4 separate regions of the Mus musculus genome follow, and regions 1, 3 and 4 are each linked to region 2. The links are chromatin contacts, called in public Hi-C and promoter capture Hi-C maps. All regions are on one chromosome and are shown on one strand. The core of a region is the stretch at or near the end of the contact, and the rest is flanking DNA. Distances in the headings are between cores, read along the strand shown. Region 1 holds the start of Nt5dc1 (5'-nucleotidase domain containing 1). Region 2 holds the start of Hint3 (histidine triad nucleotide binding protein 3). Region 3 holds the start of Rwdd1 (RWD domain containing 1). Region 4 holds the start of Tspyl1 (testis-specific protein, Y-encoded-like 1).

The links. Promoter capture Hi-C pulls out the DNA fragments that hold promoters and counts their contacts. A called contact is a pair of places that touch in the nucleus more often than the background predicts.
Region 1: a contact with region 2 is called in a Hi-C map of muscle stem cells, with 8 times the contacts expected there. The contact joins the promoter of Nt5dc1 here to the promoter of Hint3 in region 2. A contact is called at or near these places in 1 of 39 promoter capture datasets (pre-B cells) and 1 of 484 Hi-C or Micro-C datasets (muscle stem cells).
Region 3: a promoter capture Hi-C map of pre-B cells shows a contact between it and region 2. The contact joins the promoter of Rwdd1 here to the promoter of Hint3 in region 2. A contact is called at or near these places in 2 of 39 promoter capture datasets (cranial neural crest and pre-B cells).
Region 4: a contact with region 2 is called in a promoter capture Hi-C map of pre-B cells, with 6 times the contacts expected there. The contact joins the promoter of Tspyl1 here to the promoter of Hint3 in region 2. A contact is called at or near these places in 2 of 39 promoter capture datasets (hippocampal neurons and pre-B cells) and 1 of 484 Hi-C or Micro-C datasets (muscle stem cells).

Annotation. Positions count from the first base shown.
Region 1 is chr10:34,417,053-34,420,155 of GRCm38.p6, forward strand. It overlaps Nt5dc1 (5'-nucleotidase domain containing 1), which reads right to left and starts at 1,499. Exons shown (of 12, transcript NM_176968.5): 1 at 1,309-1,499. The coding sequence starts at 1,401.
Region 2 is chr10:30,616,832-30,620,105 of GRCm38.p6, forward strand. It overlaps Hint3 (histidine triad nucleotide binding protein 3), which reads right to left and starts at 1,535. Exons shown (of 5, transcript NM_025798.3): 1 at 1,372-1,535. The coding sequence starts at 1,521.
Region 3 is chr10:34,018,210-34,021,270 of GRCm38.p6, forward strand. Rwdd1 (RWD domain containing 1) reads right to left here and starts at 1,407. Exons shown (of 7, transcript NM_025614.3): 1 at 1,157-1,407. The coding sequence starts at 1,229.
Region 4 is chr10:34,280,579-34,283,823 of GRCm38.p6, forward strand. Tspyl1 (testis-specific protein, Y-encoded-like 1) reads left to right here and starts at 1,612. Exons shown (of 1, transcript NM_009433.3): 1 at 1,612-3,245. The coding sequence starts at 1,703. The coding sequence ends at 2,842. The region is part of intron 1 of Gm26564 (a long non-coding RNA gene); the gene reads right to left.

The sequences.
Region 1 (3,103 bases), core at 249-2,748, 3.8 Mb after region 2:
ACTTAGGATTTCTATACCAAGCATAACCAAGATTCACCAGGGTATCGTTTTCAGCCTTTAATCAGCACTGCGATTCAAAACTTGCAGTAGAGTATCTTCTGAATCTTCTATCCTAAAATGTGTATGCTCACACACGCACAAAACTGGCTTTTTAACATGACAGAGGTTAAACAACATTCTCCATGAACGACAGTGAATACAGATGAAGGGCATAAGATGAACCAGACTGGAATCTGAACGCCGTGGAAGGAAAGAAATTAGCACCCAGAGAACACTCTGAAAGAGTAGCCAAAGGACCAAGACTTAAATGTCTTTAAACTATGAGAAAGGAAATGAGATCTGTGCAACTGGCAAGCAAAACAGAGCCCCAGCAGGGACACACACCTTTTTTTTTTTTTAAAGCATCTGTATGCTTGAAAACACACCGGAGTGATTCAGGAGCCTCATTTTTGATTTTGGAGAATCTGACCAACTGGGGCACTGACAGGACTACACTGACTGTGGTCTGCACTAGTGATGTGGTGGGTGCTAACCGTAATAGCAAACAATCGGCTGCACACTTAATCCTCGAAAGGTTAATTGAGAAGGAACCCAGATTATTTGCCCAGTGTCACAGGGCTAGGCACTTGGTGCCAGGGTCCCGAACCAGGGACTTTGACTGCAGAGTCCTGCTTAGACTTCTCACTGTGATATTCTTAATTCTTTAGTTTCTTGTGAACCCAAAGGGTCAGAGAAAGCAGGGCGATTAAGATGAGGGTATAAGCCTACAAATAAAGCAATCTAATCCCCTCATATTCTGGGTAGATTCTGTTGAGATTACAACTTTATTTAAAACGCACAGATCAAGTAGTACGTGCACAATAAATGCTTGTTTTCTTCTCTTGGTAAAGACAAAAGGAGGTCTAAGATGTTAACGACTTCTCCCAGTGTTTCTCACAATACTATTTATTATACAGTCTCTCCCTGTATGAAATACTTAAACTCTGACAGGTGATTACTTGGGTGTGCAAAAGGAAAGATGCAGCCATGTTTTCTTGAAGTTCAAAACAAGTGGCTGTACCCACTCAGCTGGTGCCCAGAGGAGTTGGAAAAAATAATAGGGCCTGGGATCAACAAATGACACACAAAGCCCCTGACCCCGCTTTTTCAGGGTTCTACAAGTCGGCTTCCCGGCTCGGTCTTGCGCTATCTTCTGCCCCTGGCTTCCTCCTCAAGACCGCAGAACCCCTGAAAGTACACTTCCGCCCAGCGGCCGGGGACCTACGACACTCTACACAGCCGCCTTTAGAGGCTGTCCGTGCCACTCACCCGGGCGCTCTCGGGCAGGTTGTAGCGGCACAGCGTGTGGTCGAGATCGAAGCCGACCACGTCGCAGGCGCCCAGGGAGAAGTGCTGAGCCATGGCAGGGCAGCGGCGGGTAACGCAGACCGGAAGGCCGGTAGAGCATGCGAGAAGTTGCCGGGACTCTACAAGCGTAACTCGCAGGCAGGACGCGGAGCGGGGCGGGGCTTGACGGGGCGGGGCTTGACGGGGCGGAGCTTGGCGGGGCGGAGGCTTATATAAGACAGACGGGCGGGGCGTGGTCTGGTCGGGAGGAGCTAGTCAAGTAGGGCGGGTTCTGAGCACACTCCCGCGTCTCCAAGTCAGTGGCCTGTCTGCCTCCTGGATCGCCCCAGTTTTGCTGGCTGGTTCAGGCCAGTTCCACGGCTTGCTTCCAGCTAGTACAGTGCAGCAGGAGCTAAAATGCTCAACTAGGACCCTGCTAGCCAATGTCCTTAATGTAGCTTAAGGTTTCACAGAATTAGTGGGAATTCTCGTTCATTTTTCAGGCGCCACACTACTAAATGATACCAGTGAAACCTCATCCCTTGAGGCTTGAGTGTGGGAGCAGTGTGTGAGAAAATTATGAGCACAAATAACTGTTGGACCCTGTGATGGTTTGTATATTCTTGGACTAGGGAGTGACACCATTTGGAGGTGTGGCCTTGTTGGAATAGGTGTGACCAGGTTGGAATAGGTGTGTCACTGTGGGCGTGGGCATAAGATCCTCACCCTAGTTGCCTGGAAGTCAGTCTTCCACTAGCAGCCTTTGGATGAAGACATAGAACGCTCAGCTCTGCCTGCACCATGCCTGCCTGGATGCTGCCATGCTCCCACCTTGATGATAATGGACTGAACCTCTGTACCTGTAAGCCAGCCCCAATTAAATGTTGTTTTTTATAAGACTTGCCTTGGTCATGGTGTCTGTTCACAGCAGTAAAACTCTGACTAATACAGACCCCTTTAGCATACAGTTTGGTAAGTGGACTTTGAAAGTTGAATCAACAGCTTTATTACTCTATAGTTTGGTAATAAGACATGAAAGACATTCCTGGCATCATTTCAGCCATTGGAATGCATTAAAAAATATATTACGTATTATGGAAGACCACCTTACCAAAAACACCAAGGCTGGTTGTATTAGTCAGGGTTCTCTAAAGACACAGAACTTATGGAATGAGTTCTCTATATATTAAAGGAATGTATTGTGATGACTTATAGTCTGTAGTTCAACTCACCGAGCATTGGTCAACTGTTAATAGGAATTCGAAGAGTTTGGTAGTTGCTCCGTCCCGTGAGGCTAGTTGTTTGAACTGGTCTTCTGTAGAAGTAGGTCTTGTGAGACTAGGCTGGGGCCTAGCAAACACAGAAGTGGATGCTCACAGTCAGCTATTGGATGGATCACAAAGCCCCCAATGGAGGAGCTAGAGAACATATCCAAGGAGCTAAAGGGATCTACAACCCTATAGGTGGAACAACAATATGAACTAACCAGTACCCCGGAGCTCTTGACTCTAGCTGCATATGTATCAAAAGATGGCCTAGTCGGCCATCACTGGAAAGAGAGGCCTATTGGACACGCAAACTTTATATGCCCCAGTACAGGGGAATGCCAGGGCCCAAAAATGGGAATGGGTGGGTAGGGAAGTGTGTGTGTGTGGGGGGTATGGGGGATAGCATTCTAAATGTAATTGAGGAAAATACGTAGTAATAAAAAATATTAATAAAAAAGAAAAAGAAAAAGAGTGAATCTTCCTTCTTCCAATGTCCCTGGGTAGGCTTC
Region 2 (3,274 bases), core at 285-2,784:
GCCATGGTATCTAAGGTGTTAACAATTTTAATTAGCAAAAGAGCAATTAAATCAGCTAATATTGCTAAGTATGAATTCAGGCATAGCAACACTTCTGTGGGTTCTCAAACATTGTTTCATTTTTCGATTCTAAGAGCTAGCTAGCTTTCTTTCTTTCTTTCTTTCTGTTTTTGTTTGGTTTGTTTGTTTGTTTGTTTTTGTTTTGTTTTTCAAGGGATTTCTCTGCATAGCCTTAGCTGTCCTTGAATTCACTGCATTGACCAGGTTGGCCTCCAACAGAGAGATCTTTCTGCCTCTGCCTTTCTGAGTGCTGGAATTAAAGGCATGTACCACTACCACTCAGCTATTTCTAAGAGCCCCTTAAAAATAATTCGTATCAATGCCATGAGACTCATACACAAAGAGTAAGACACTGCCCTTGGTACTGGTAAGCCCCCTGCTAAGAATATGTGATATGCCCTTTGCTTAAATGAATTCTAAAAATACAGTAAGAAAACCATACAGAGATCTGTGAGGCAAAGAATCATCTCTGACTTTTGTTGGAAAGATTCCTCAAACAAATTCTTCATGATGCTGGCAACCCTGATTATACCAAAACAAATAATTTCCTCTGCTCTTATTTGTATAATTATATATCAACAACTTATATAAGTGCAATCATTTCCTGTGTTTACAATGAATATATGTGTAATAAGAATTTTAAATGCAAGATGATAAATCTCTCTCAAAAGATTAACTCTTTATGAAGGATGATGAGATGTAAAAATGTTAGACCCAGGGGAAAGGGAGAGTTTTCTGGAATTTCCAGGCATGACATGACTGTTGCTCTCCCGATCTCGCAGCAAGTATGATTAACTACACTTGATCTGCACAGGTTTGAACCCTGTCGAGATCTTGTAACGAAAAGGGGAGTAGTTCATGAGGCTCTCACGGTAGATAAGGAAGATTCTTACAAGCTATTAACTGTAAGTATCAGTTCGACTTCAGACCCAGTCCTGAAACCCCATTCCAGCCCATTTCAGTCAAATTCACACTTCTTCACCACGTCCAAGACCTGTTTTCAGCAAGTTGTACGCTCTCTAACGATACTGGAAGAATACATAATTTTAAAATTACTATCTAGAGAAGAGGAAGACTCCCTAAAATAAAAGTAAAGACACAGGATGCTGCTGTGTTGCAAATGCATGCGAGGGAGGCGAGAATGCTGGGCTCTATCACTGCTATCTCTCCCTACTGAACAGCAAAGGCAACACTGGAGACCTCTGGGTCCCTGACAGAAGTCAGTCACTGTTTAGTTCGTCTGCAGAGACAGAAGCCTGCGAGCAGGGATTGGATGCCTGGTCCCCACCCACCCGGCCTGTCGCCGCCCACCTCACAGTGAAAGAGTTCAGTTTTGGGTTCCTGACCCGCCGCCACGCGGCAGAACACGCAGTTGCTGTCATAGTTCCAGGACTCCGAGGTCCCAGGCGAGGACCCCTCGGGATCCGGCTCTCCGACCAAGCCCGCTTGCTTCTCAGCCATGGCGGCCGAAAGGCGACGTCAGGATCAGCTGAGGTGCGCAAGGCCCGCCTCGGGCGGATGCACCTGGAATCGCCGCCCTAGGGTGGCCCGCCTAGTGACACGGAGTCTGCGCACGCGCAGGGCCAGACTCTGGGTATGGGACACACCAGATAGCTCGGCCTCTAAAAGGGCGACGATCAGAGGGCAAGCCCGGCGCTCCGTGATGACGAAAGCAGCGCAGCCGCAGGAGCCCACTGCTCAAAGGCGTTTTCTGACGGGAAGACCTATCCAGGGGTTGGTAACATTCATCTAAAGTGTAAAGGATATTGCTTTCACGTCCCTATAGTGTATTACACTCCCGTTACAAAAGAAAAAGAGTATAGAAATTCGATTCTTTTAAGGGTATGAGAGGATGAGTCAAACGTATAGAGAGCCTTGTTTGGCAAAGTGAAATTTCCGAGTTTCCTGTGTACTTACTTGTTCAGCCACAGTAATTTTAGGATCTGAAACCAAACCAAACAAACAAACCCGGCCAAATTGGTCTCTACATGTTTGCTTTTGTTTATAGTACAATGTAAATCGAAAGGGTCTCCTATCACACATATGTCATATGGAGAGAAAAGGTAGTAATTGAGAAATTCCCTGCCAGGTCACCTGATTCATTGTAACAATTTTCTCTTGTATTCCCGGCTATTTAGGAAAGAGAGGGAGAGAAACCCTTTGGGAACAATCATGCGCGGAAAAGTATCAGTTCTTAAGTATGATGTGATCTCACCTTTTTACAATACATGGCATTTGCTGAGCACCAAATACTCTGTTTCTCTAATTGTGAAAACTCCCAAGGTTGATTATTTTATTACAGGTCTACAGAAAGAGACAGATTCAGACTTATTTTCTTACCACTTACCCAAATGATAAAATTCAAATAAATGTCTAGTTCTAGAACCCATAATAACACTTAGTGTGACTTTAAACTCAGTAGTGATTTTAAGTGAATTATCTTGTAATCTGAAACAGTAACGTAAGTTAAGTAAGAGTACATGCACATTCACGTTGCATTTAATTCCCTTTGTAGTTAACCATATGGTGTGCAATCATGACAATAGCTTCTCAGATCATCACAAGTTTGAGGCAGGACTCAGAAGCAGAAAATTTGACTTTGACACATTTAAATATTATCATGTTCCATGTCTGTTCTTACACTTTCATATCACGCTGCTTTTTTATGGTGTGTGTATGCATGCACACACACAGTAGCTGTATGTCTTTATCCATGTAGGTACTTGAGTACTTGGGCTGCCTCTTGGGCCATGGTGGGGGGGGGGGTGATCTGTAGATGCCTTTCATAACTGCTTGTTTGATATTGAAAGCTTTTGAGTTGACTTTGGCTTTGGTAAGGACAGGAGTTTCATCCTTTATTCTTGGTGCTATCATAGTGGAAATGTTCCCATAGACATTTCACAACAGTCTGATGAATAAAAGAATGATTTTCAGATCCCACGGGAAAACACTTTTGAGTTATGAGAGTTGCACAGTCACAAACAGAAGTGCTTTTTTAGTAAAGGCTATGAGTGGTAAGGGTCAGGAGCCTTGTATGGGGGCAGGTGGGGATGGCTATAACAAACACCAGAGCCTGATATTGTGAATTAAGCATTTAGGGCCCTGTCTGTATGCTTCCATATGGGTGTTGTCTTGGGATAGATGTTTGCACACAGTTATTATAGGGCAAAAGTTTTTCAGTTCTCTCTTCCTTGACAAAATGTTTCTTCCTCAG
Region 3 (3,061 bases), core at 157-2,656, 3.4 Mb after region 2:
CATCGTAATTCAGACTATATCGGACAACTGACACTAGCGCTTTATTTTAGTTTGACACTGACATATAAGCAAGGATAGAGAAGGAAGCCAGACTCCACACATACACTCACCCAGGTAATGACACTCTCAACCCCCTCTTCACTCATCCCTTAACATCCGCAACACAGCTGTATTGCTGGTGCGAGAGAACATGAACTCGACTGGAGCTACACAGGAGTAGCTGAGAGACATCTGCCTGTTGGCAAAGCAGAACAAAATTTGCTTCCATTGCAAAAAGTTGGTCAAAAAGTGAAGCCAAGAAAGAAAACTAAGCTAAGCAATGAAAGGGATGGTTTAGGATTTAAAGTAATATGCCTTGGGTTCTTAATTCAGACACTAAGTAATACTTGACAACACTTGGAGGAAGGGTTGTGGAATGTAAATCCCATCAATCCCCAGCCTACGTTCATACTGACTTTACCTTGAGTGCTTCCCTAATTTGAGAAGACCCATAGATAGGTTTTCCATGGAAACAGACTCACAAGGAAAGATTCTACTAATGAATTTCCTGACGGATGCTTTCCCTTAGACCCAATCAGCTCTTCCTACATCTAAGCTGAGGCTGAATCCTTAACCGAAGTCTTCAGGATGTAAGAACTAAGGACCTCTGGCTGGAGGAGGGAGAGCACAAGCCACTTGCCTTCCCTGGGCCTCCAGAACCTCGACGACGTCTAAGATACCTAAGAACCACAGCGACCACATCGTTCATCAGGCATTCTGCAGAATGCCTGATCACTCTTATAGAGAGAATAAGACATCCCCGAGTGTGCTGCTCTCAAAAGCCAGCATCCCAATCTTCTCAGCAGGGAAAACAGCTGCTACTTCACCAGAGCTTAAAATAGGAGGTAAAGGGGGGACATTAAGCGGCTCTGGAGAAACTCATCGCACTGCTAGTTCCCCCCACCCCCCGCGTGCTTCAGTGAATCTCGGATGACGGAGGTTACGCGAAACCAAAGCGGTCAGGACCAATTCCAGGGCCTCCGCAGAGCCACCCGGACCTTCGGATTTCAGGACAGTGGGGAAGGAAGCAGGCGAGTGCTGGAAACTGTCTGGAGAGCGGCAGGAAGGGCCGCGGGGCCCCGGCCTCCGCCCCGGAGCAGGAGGCCGCCAAAGTCACCTGTGAAGGAGTCGGGGTAGATGGACTCCAGAGCCTCCAACTCGTTGCGTTGTTCCTCGCCGTAATCTGTCATCGTGGCCCGCGTTGTTGCCCGTGCATCGGCGCGACTCCCTGGCGGCGGGCTGCAGCGGACACCGCGGCCGCCGGCTGCCGGGCGGGCGCACGCGCAGAGTCGGAGTGGAAAGGCCTGGAGCCACGCCTGGCACGGATTGCTGAGAAACAGCCCCGGCTCCGCGGGCCGCCCGATCCCCGCGTCGGAGTTCGACTCATCGCGCCTGGAATGCCGGCCGCCGATTCGCTGCCTGTCTGCGACGGCTCGGGATTGGCTGGGGGGTGACCGCAGCCCGCCCGGCGTTCGGGAAGGACAGCTACTGCCCGCTGCTGGGCTTTGCTGGCTTCTGATGGAGACGCCTGGCAGAGAGGCATCGCCATTCTGCGCTCGATGTGTCTGGTCTGAGTCTCGCGCAGGGCGTGGTAGTGGCGCCGAGGGCGGGGCGCGGAGGTCCAAGGGCTTCCGCTTTTCCGCGTTCCTAAACCACGTTTGTCGCCCAGAGCAGCCTGTGGGCGACAGCCAGCCCGGCTTCTTGGAACTTTCAATGGCCTGATCTGTGCAGACTCCTGGAAGCCGAGCTGGGACTTGGGGTCGGGGTTCGTCCAGAGGTCTGTCCCAGGAGGAACCCGGGAGGAAGGCTGAAAGTCGAACCAGAGGTTCTTGCACCTCACTTTAAAGTTGTGAAATAAGTGAGGCGGAAAAATTGACCTAAAGACTTGTTCAGTTGTTATTTCAGCGAACAGATAAAGGGGCGGATCTTAGTGACAGATTTGACTTTGCCAAAACTACAATAAGATACCGGAAAATAATACCTTTGATTTAGCTCTACTTCTGCTGATAGATTTGACAGCTTCAAGTCTATCACTACAACCAAAATGTCAAATGCCGTAACGGCAAAACTAAGAAAACAGATAAATATGTCTTCTTTTTTAATGAACACTAAATAGTTACTTGGTTTATATTTGTTTATAATAAAGGAACACGTACTAGCCTAAACAAAATGTGGGGAAATGTACCTCGGGAAGAATACCCCAAACATACTAAAAATGTTTCCCCAAATTTCTCTACCTTCCTTGTGTATTAAAGCTGGCTTTACTTGTATTATGCAGGTTCCATAGATGGGCTTTTTTGGCTTTGGCTTTGTGGTGATTGTTGCTGTTGCTTGCTTGTATCTTGCTTACTAGCCAGGATTGCCAGAACTCGTGTTACCCCTACCCTGGCCTCAGTGGTGCTGAGATTGTAGGTGTGAGCCACAGTGCTCCAGTTACACAGAAAGAGTTTTTTGTTTTGTGTTTAATTAGCAAGTATTCCTTACTTACAGTAAAGGAAATGCATTATGTCAAAAGTATTATGGTTTCTTGTTTTAAATAGATTAAGGGTTGCTTTTTGCCTTCTTTTAAACTTTAAAGGGGAGAAAAGGAAACTTCTGAGATGAGGTAGCATTTCAGATATAAGCTGCATATTTGTTTATTCAAAGGAATTCCGATGATTAGTTACCAGAATAGACTTCTAGGAACAGCTGCTTTAAAGTTCTGAAGGAGACAGATCACTTGGCAGGTTGGAAGACAGTGTGGAGCATTCGCCATGATCTAGTTGAGGGGCTGAGGCATAGATTATGAGGAATTCTGGAAGTGTTAGTGACTCAGACTCTTAACTTAAGAAATGCCACCATGGCCACTCAATCGGACAAAATCTGAAAAGAGAGACTGGTGGCTATGAAAATAAGCTAAATAAACCTATGCTAATTTAGGCAGGCATTGATTGTCGAGATAAGGATCAAGTTCCCAATACGTTTTATATAAATGTCAGGACTTGATGCTGATTAGTAAGGAAAGAATCAAGCTTAACTTCTG
Region 4 (3,245 bases), core at 362-2,861, 3.7 Mb after region 2:
GATAGTTAGTGGAAAATAATAATAAAATGAATCATGTCTAAGATGCATCGTCTAACATTCATAGTTTAGTCTCAGTAAAAGACTGTGGCTCAATTTCATTTACAAGAATCCATTCTGTCATAGGTGTAGCATCATTTTCTAAAGGAGAAGTCGCTCCCTCTAGTGACAGTCGTTGGAAATAACACGCCTAGCAAGAATTTAACCGTGGAAATTCCTTTCTCTGTGTGGAAGAAACAGTGCAAGGGAGAGAGGAGGAGACATTATTTACCAGAACTTCACCAAAATTGGATTACAGTTTCAGAAGACCTGACATAGGCATCTGTGTCACTCTCCATCCGCAGTTACTTTTATGAGATGTGTAATTTTCTAACCACGCCATTCTTATTGGTGCGTTTACCACTGTGATAAATGCCACGTCATATAGTTCTTATAATAACCTAAGTCGGTGACCCCTTTGCTATACTAAAATCGCCACCACTACAGTAAGCTTTATAGTAAAATTGTTAAATTTTCTATTTATGTGTGTAGATGGGTTATATTGTCTATGAACTTTATCGAAAAACGTTAAATGGTGTTTTGGAAATATTTGTTATACAGAAGGTGACATTTTTCTGGTAAATTTGAATTTGAGGACCACGAATAACTACCTTCTTTTTCTCAAAACAGAAAGGAAATGAATGTGTTCTTAAATATTAATCTATTTATGGATGCGGAAAGGAGGTGGGAGAAAATATGTATCAACTTGATATAGACTATGCATTTATGCCTATGTCCTAAAGTGACGTCACATCCCGTTCAGAGAACCCGGGAATCAAATGTCCAGGGCTCAAATCATCGCTCTGTCATTTTCTATGTTATTCTGGTAAGAGACCCAGTCTCTCCTTGTCTCAATAAAATGGATATCTTAATACATCAGAGGATTGTTATGCAAACTATTCGATGCCACGGTGCAAGACACACCAGTAAAAACAATCATTAATGATGACCACAAAATCTTTTCCAAAAAGAATAATTCCCAAAGCAAACCCACAGATCTTTGTTCCCCAGTAACGTCAGAGCTTAGAATAGAACTGAGTTTTTATTATTATTTTGAGCCAACGTGTATGCAGCCCAGGTTAGCCTCCAAGTCAACGATCCTCCTCAGCACCAGAGCACTGAGGCGACAGACAAGGGCCATCACACCAAGCTAGACTTCATTATTTTTTTCAGTTCTGTGGTGGTGGTGGTGGTGGTGGTGGTGGTGGTGGTGGTGGTGGGGAACCGTGGCATTCACCTTGGTTAATACAAACATTTGGCTCCTAGCTTTGTCTAATACCAGGAGGTGTTTTTACCGTTCCACATAAGTGGAAAGGGGATGAACTTGTTTGCAGACACAGACACACACACGGCTGCAGCCCGGATGCGGGCGAAGGGTCCAGAAGCCAGGTCCAGAAGCCCCGCCACTGTCTTCAGTCTCCTAGGATGATTGACATCCCTTTACGGAAACAAACGTGACAACCGCTATCCGCTACATTTACAGAAGCCAAACAAATACGGAAGTCACGAGCTGAAGAACCAATCAGGTGCGCTGCAGGTTCTCGCGAGACTTGCGGGCTGTGGCTCTGGCGTCACTGCGCTGGAGAGAGCGAGGGGCGGAGCTGGGGTTGCGGGGGACCGTGAGGGTTGTTGTTTGTAGGCGGAGGTCTGCGCGACTAGACCCGACATGAGCAGCCCGGAGCGGGACGAGGGGACCCCTGTCCCCGACAGCCGCGGCCACTGCGATGCTGACACTGTCTCGGGGACCCCAGACCGGCGACCGCTGCTCGGCGAGGAGAAGGCGGTGACAGGTGAGGGCCGCGCAGGGATCGTGGGGAGCCCCGCGCCCCGAGATGTCGAGGGCCTTGTCCCCCAGATTCGGGTGGCCGCAGCTAGGCAGGGAGAGTCACCTCCTTCCGTTCGGGGCCCCGCGGCAGCGGTGTTCGTGACACCGAAATATGTGGAGAAGGCCCAAGAAACTCGGGGAGCGGAGTCCCAGGCCCGTGACGTGAAGACGGAACCGGGCACCGTCGCGGCTGCAGCGGAAAAGTCAGAAGTGGCCACGCCAGGGAGCGAGGAGGTGATGGAGGTGGAGCAGAAGCCCGCGGGCGAAGAAATGGAGATGCTGGAGGCGAGTGGAGGAGTGAGGGAGGCGCCGGAGGAGGCAGGGCCCTGGCACCTGGGCATAGATCTTCGCAGGAACCCGCTGGAGGCCATCCAGCTGGAACTGGACACTGTGAATGCTCAGGCCGACAGGGCCTTCCAACATCTGGAGCAGAAGTTTGGGCGAATGCGACGACACTACCTGGAACGGAGGAACTACATCATTCAGAATATCCCAGGCTTCTGGATGACTGCCTTCCGGAACCACCCTCAGTTGTCCGCCATGATTAGGGGTCGGGATGCAGAGATGTTAAGGTACGTAACCAGTCTGGAGGTGAAGGAACTGAGACACCCTAAGACTGGCTGCAAATTCAAGTTCTTTTTTCGAAGAAACCCCTACTTCAGAAACAAGCTGATTGTCAAGGAATATGAAGTGAGATCATCTGGTCGAGTGGTGTCTCTTTCCACTCCAATCATTTGGCGGAGAGGGCATGAGCCCCAGTCCTTCATTCGCAGAAACCAAGATCTCATTTGCAGCTTCTTCACCTGGTTCTCGGACCACAGCCTTCCAGAATCTGACAGAATCGCTGAGATTATCAAAGAGGATCTGTGGCCAAACCCACTGCAATACTACCTGTGTCGTGAAGGAATCCGTAGACCCCGACGTCGCCCAATAAGGGAGCCAGTGGAGATTCCCAGGCCTTTTGGCTTCCAGTCAGGTTAATCTTTGCATTTGAAAATGCGGCCGGAACTGGTCCCTTCTCACCTGTGCTTGAGCAAATGCAACGGGTATGCAGTGTTTTGATTTCTTTCCTCCTGACTTTTCTGCATCTTCTATCTGGATAGTCTCCACCTCGAGATTAAGACTGGACATGCTTCTGCTTTCCCATGGCCTTCATGCTGTTCTGAATTAGTATCTGCTGGTTCACGGCCCTGGCTTATACCCTTTCTAAGCTCAACAATGAAACTGTATGTTACACTGCCTTTACACTGTTTGGACCCTATTGTTTTCAGTCTTACCTGTTTACTGCCACCTAGATGTCTTGCTTTAACTGGGGGCCCTTCTATTTATCTGTTCATCATGTGGCAACGTGGACACAGAGTTTTTGGACAGTTGCTGAGCCTAA